Regions from separate parts of the Mus musculus genome. Here region 1 is linked to region 2. A link is a contact called in public Hi-C data. All regions are on one chromosome and are shown on one strand. The core of a region is the stretch at or near the end of the contact, and the rest is flanking DNA. Distances in the headings are between cores, read along the strand shown. Region 1 holds the start of Ankrd37 (ankyrin repeat domain 37). Region 2 holds the start of Pcm1 (pericentriolar material 1).

Evidence for each region. Hi-C and Micro-C count contacts between places; a contact is called where the count stands out from the background.
Region 1: a Hi-C map of CD4 T cells shows a contact between it and region 2, with 6 times the contacts expected there. The contact joins the promoter of Ankrd37 here to the promoter of Pcm1 in region 2. A contact is called at or near these places in 1 of 39 promoter capture datasets (pre-B cells) and 3 of 484 Hi-C or Micro-C datasets (CD4 T cells, CD8 T cells and regulatory T cells).

What each region holds. Positions count from the first base shown.
Region 1 is chr8:45,998,214-46,001,271 of GRCm38.p6, reverse strand. Ankrd37 (ankyrin repeat domain 37) reads left to right here and starts at 1,422. Exons shown (of 5, transcript NM_001039562.1): 1 at 1,422-1,655; 2 at 1,869-2,021; 3 at 2,784-2,875. The coding sequence starts at 1,629.
Region 2 is chr8:41,238,446-41,241,182 of GRCm38.p6, reverse strand. It overlaps Pcm1 (pericentriolar material 1), which reads right to left and starts at 1,424. Exons shown (of 38, transcript NM_023662.3): 1 at 1,220-1,424.

The DNA of each region.
Region 1 (3,058 bases), core at 173-2,672, 4.8 Mb before region 2:
TATTAAAGAATTATATTGGTTAGTGAAAATTAATGGGTGAGAATTTTGTGACTTGTTGGGAAAACTGTGACTATGATAAACTTGCTGTTCTTTAAAACCATACTGGTTCAGATATCTTCTGTTACAACTATTGAAAAAGAATCCTCATTAAAACGGGAAGCCAAATATTTAAATAAAACTTCCTTAGGAGCTAAGATTTACAGGAAGAAGCACAACATAGACTATTTTAAGCGACACGGTCTTCTGTGTCAAGTAAACTCTACATGTTATTTGATGTCTAACCAGCTGTTAATAGTTTCTTACCTCTATGTTTCACCTGCTACCATTAACTTTAACTACAGTCAGAAGTCAACAGGGTTCATGAAAAGGAATTCAAACTTTGCAGTTATTACATTGTCATGAATTTTACCAGTAATGCCATGTTTGTTTTAAAATCTCACCCTAAATTATTGTTTCTTTTGGTCTGCTTCTCAGACTTTACTGACTTCAAGGCTTTGAGTAGTAGTATCCTGGGAAGAGTCCTTTTGTTCCTCAGGCTTATCTGATGCTCTAATTTGGGTTCTGGGTTTTGATGAAGCCCTTCTCATGTCCTAGCGCAGGGGTTCATGCTGTCAGCAGATCACATCACTAACATTAAATCACTTGGCTGCTTTCTTCACGGTAATCTTTTGTTCTTTCCTTTCCGTATTCTTATTATTCCTAATAACCGGAGTGAGGGCCATCCCCTTGGCAAACTCCTTGTATTTACTAGCTATTGCCGGAACCAGGACGGGTTTCGGACCCTCAGGGGACGTGTGACAATGGGTGGCTTATTTCACAGGAATTGCCACCTTGCTCACAAAGGCAACACTGACTGATAGGTAATTCACTGGGTTTGGGAGAGCATCTCCTATGGTAAACCCTCCGTCACAGTCTCATCGACATGCCCTCTAACGCCCCACCGCTGCATCCCCTTCCAAAGCATCCTGCGGCGCGCGCGGCGGCGGAGGACGTGGGGCAGGAGGAAGCACCTTCGGACCAAGCTGGAGGTGGAGGACGCGGGGCCTGCGGGGGTGGATGGGTGTGGGCTACTTCTGCTTCCCTCTTTTCCGGGCTACGTGCGTGCTCTCAGTCACAAAGCCATGCACCGGCGATTGCGGCTTCTCCAGAGGGCTAAAAGGGCTTGACTCCACCCAGCAGTACGTGCCTAGCTCGGCTCGCATCATGGCCGCCGCCAAAGCGCAAAGGCCAGGCCTTCCACCCTCTTCGCCCACCACCTTCACTGCGCACGCGTGCTGCGGCCGCCTGGGCTTCGCTCCCAACAGGGCGGACCCAGGGGGAGGTCGGCCTGGCCAATCAGCTGGCAGGCCGCGCAGCAGGCTCCGCCCCCTCCTCTTTTGCTTGGGGTTCCAGGCTGCACATGTCAGTGTTTGGGTACGTGAGGCCGCAGCGGGGCTGGGGACATCGCGCTGGGCAGAACCAGGCCGTGGGAACGCTCCCAGGCTGGGGAGCGGCGGGGAGGAGCCGCGGCCCTGCAGGTTCCCGAGAGCTTTAAATTCTCCCGAACTGGGGCAGTCCCTTGCATTCTTACCGGCCAGTGTTGCCTCTCTGAACTCCCGGGGACACTTGTCATCTGCTTTAGGTGGGCGATGCTGTTGCTTAGTTGCAACTTGGAGGTGAGACTCTCGCCCCTTTAAGTCCTGCAGGCTAGATCTCCCAGAGGTCTGTGTGTCTTAGGAGCTCTAACAAACGTGACAGTGACAAACTGCTGGGTTACCAAGTCAAACCTTGTCAGATCTTGTTTTCTTTTTTTTTCCGTGGAGGGGTGGATTTTCAGCTCAGAGGGCTCGAGCGGGACAGGACAGTGACAAGCTGTTCTTTTCCTGCAGGAGGATGACCTTAAGAGTTTGCTGGAGACAGGAGCATCAGTGAACGCACCTCCGGATCCCCAGGAGCAGTCGCCTGCTCACCTAGCTGCAGGTGGCGGCCTTGCGTGCTTTCTTCTCTGGCAGCTGCAAACAGGTGCTGACCTCAACCAACAGGTAACTAGGTAACCGATTGTTGCTATGTACAACCCTCTCCTCCACCCAGTGTCTGCACGGACATTTCCTAGATGTCCGTTTCAGTTGGTATAAACAGGCATATAGGAATTTCCAGGAGAAAAATACATACTGCAAGATGGTAACTTGGAACTTTTTAGTATCCACATTAATAAAACAAAAACAAGCCATGGGATTTCTTTTAATAATCTAATCCCAAATACTCTTTCAGTATGTAATTATATCAGCAATGATTTATGTGTATTTTATTTTGCTCTTGTACCACGGTTCCCAATTCAGTGTGTATTTTACTTTTATGGCATAGCTCAGTGAAGTCGAACCACATTTCAAATATATATATATAGCATGTATTTACTGTACTTTTAAAAGTACTTGCTATTGTCCAAGTTCCAGTCAACCAGGAAATAGTATGTGGGAAACATGCCCACCATCAATTCTTCCAGTAGTCTTCATCTTCATTAGAGTGTGACGAAGTTTTTAATTGTAAACCTTTGGCTTCTATAGAACTCTATAGTGTGCTGGCATTCCCTTAATTTTTTAATGTGTGCAAATATGATGGCATGTTTTTATTAATGGAAACTTTGTATTAGCACAGCAAGAGAACTTCATGAAAAATACAATTAGTGGAATAATCCAGTTGTTACAAGGTAGTTTTCACTGGCTCCCTCAAATAGCTGGTATTACTTTGCCCACTGGCTTCTACAGAATGTTAGGGAGACCCTAATGTGCAGTCTTGTCTTACAGGATGTCTTGGGAGAAACTCCACTCCACAAGGCAGCAAAGGTTGGAAGCCTGGACTGCCTGAGCCTCCTTGTGGCCAGTGATGTCCAGATTGGGTGAGTCTGAAATCAGTGGTCTGAGGCTTTGTGGTTTCTTGGATTAAATTAACCATACTCCTAATTATATATGATCTTAAAAATAATACTCGCCTAACTGGTAATATAATGTTATCCTTCCAGGAATTGAATATTATCAAATAGAGTAAGTGGAAACAGATGTTCGGCATCCAGAGGTGCAAG
Region 2 (2,737 bases), core at 175-2,674:
AATCCCTGTTACTCAAACTATTCAAGAACTTGTTACTCTCTTATTTTTTAAAAAAGCTTTAGGCATGAGAATTCTTTTTTTTTTTTTAACTACATTTACCGAGGTGTACCTTCAAGTGCGAAATTCGGTATTAACGACGCCAGCCAGTGGCCCTGACCAGGAAGGTGATAGGGAAAAGGCAGAAGCAGGTGCACAAAAAGCTCTTGAACACCGGCTCTAGTAACCAGAGAACACCGAAGGCGGGGTCTGGAAAGCGGTTATGGGGCGGGGGTAGGAGGCGGTAGGGGCACCCAGAAAGCCCGCTTCTTCTAAGCGCCAAAGCACGATCTGTCACCCGTAGTTCCCACACCAATCCTAATACCGCCATGAAAGAAAGGGGAGGAAAAAAACGTTTTGTGTTTTGTTTTGGGTTTGGACCAGGCTAGCGCGAGAGGAAAAGTTGGTTCACGCAGACGCCCCCACAGGGGGGCCGAACACCTAATCCTTAACAGCAGTCTCTGCAAAGCAAGCCAGGCTGCCAGAATCCCACTGGACATCTCGCTTCCCTCCCACCCACCCATCCCCAGTCTCCCCCTCGCCCCCCCACCACCCATTCTAGATGTAAAGAAACTGGATCTTCCCGAAGGGGTGAAGAAGGGGCAGTGGGAGGAGCGCGGAGAAGGATTATTAAATTAACATTTTCTTAGCGAAAAGAACCTACTAGCAGGAGTCAGGAACGCCTCCAGGGGCCTTCCTGCTCCAAGAATAAAAGGGACCGCAGAAAACTCCCGGGCCACAGACTCTCTGCACCCAGGAGGATCCGGGCCGCCCGGGACCCCTCCCAGGATGGAATTCGGCGGGTGGGCTGGGAGGGATGGCGGTCCCCGGGGCCTCGGGCCGCCAAGGCCAGTTTCTTTCGGAACTCATCACCCCGAACTACAAGGCAACCTTCCCCTCCACCCTGGAGGGGGGTGAAATCTCCAGCACCGGGCGAGCGGTCCTCACATGGGACGCCCCAAGATCGTGGAGGCGCCAGCCAGCGTCGTCCCAGACGCTCGCCAGAGCTAGCGTGTCAGTCGGCGCCGAGAGGAGCCGATGACAGCCTGGGGGTGGGGAAGGATCGCGCAGCCATGGGACCTCAGAGTTAAAACGGGCAGGCGTGGCCCCAGGCCGCTTCCAGCGCCGCGCCCGCCTCGAACCACCCTGTGCTCCGGCCCGCGGTGGCCCAGGGCCGCGTTACCTGGAAACGAAGCCGCCCCTCCTGCCAAGGGCCGAGTGGCGGTCGGCCGCCCCTCCAGGAGCCGCCGCCGGCAGCGGTTCTTCCTCCAAGACCGCGGAAGGGAGGCCCACAAATCCCCCTCGACTGCCCAAAGCCCCAATGGCCGCCTTCTCTACATTAGCTAACTAGGCGCCAACCGCCGCAGCCACCGCCATCTTAGGACCTCATTGTGGTGGGAGAAGAGTGGGGGGCGGGGGAACTGCAGAGGGGGGGGGGGGCGCAACGCTCCGCGAGACGAGCGCGGTCTCCTCGGCAACGGCTGCGCGGGGGCGAGAACTCGCCGGGGCTGGAGCCGCAGTGCGAACTCCGGGCGTGCGGTGACCTGAGTCACGTGACGCTCGGGCCTTCCGTGGAGTCACGTACCGCCCCTCTAGTCAGGAAAAGATTTGTGCAGACGAACAACCTGGGAACTACACATCCCAGAATGCCCACTCAACTGGGTAGCCAAAAGAAACGGAACTACAAATCCCAGTGTGCTGTGCGCCTGCCAGATGGCTCCGCTGTGTTTTTTAAGGCTTGAGGCCTGTGGGGTTTATAAGTGCTTTAGCTCACTGCAAGTCTCCGGGCGCTTTCTAATTTTCTGTGGAGGCATGAGCTTCCAGATGGAGACCGGAAGACTGGGAACCCTTGTAGTGCATTCCTACCCACTTTCCTATCACGAAGGATACTGATGAGCCTTTACAATCTAACCCCTAATTTTAGCAAGGATATTAAATCAGTATGTCATGTGTGCTTAGTCGGTGGAAGAATCATAAATAAGATTGTCAGTGGTCATTGCCACTTGGAACGCTGTCCCGCTACTTTGTTGGTAGAAAGAAGTAGTTGTAAACAGAGTTTAATCTTGTGAAATTTTCGCTGAACGGATAGTCTTTGAAATCCTGTTTAATTTATATTCTTGCTAACGGCTGTGTTAAGGTTAATAAATGGATAAATAGTGTCATAAAAACAGCACAAAACAAAACTTTTTTTTTTTAAGTTGCAAGGCTTTCAATATGCCAGGCTCCGAAGTTAAGACTACCTGTCGATTTTAGTTGCATGCATACACATTCTGTTTTTAGACAGCTTCTAAATGTCTAAAATAGGATTTTTTTAAATGTAAAATAATGTAATTGAGAAAGAATAGGTTTCTGTTTTTCCACAATAAATTGCTCCACACAATTACCAACAAATTGTTTACAAAACAAAATACTACAACTCTCTCAGAGCACCACGGTTCCTATCAACTAAACTCTTCCTGCCCAGGGCAATTTACTACTGTGTCCATAGCCTTCTGTATTCGTTTTTATCCTGTTTCTGAGGCAACGTCTCTTGTATCTCAGGCTGGCCTCAAATCTCTGACTTCAGATCCTTCTGCTTGTGGAATGCTGAAGTGTAGCATTCCACCTCAATGTAGCTTGTATACATAAAAACATACGATACCTTAAGGAAATGAATCAGTACACTGCTGGAAATCAAACCCAGGGTTTCATGCATGCTAGG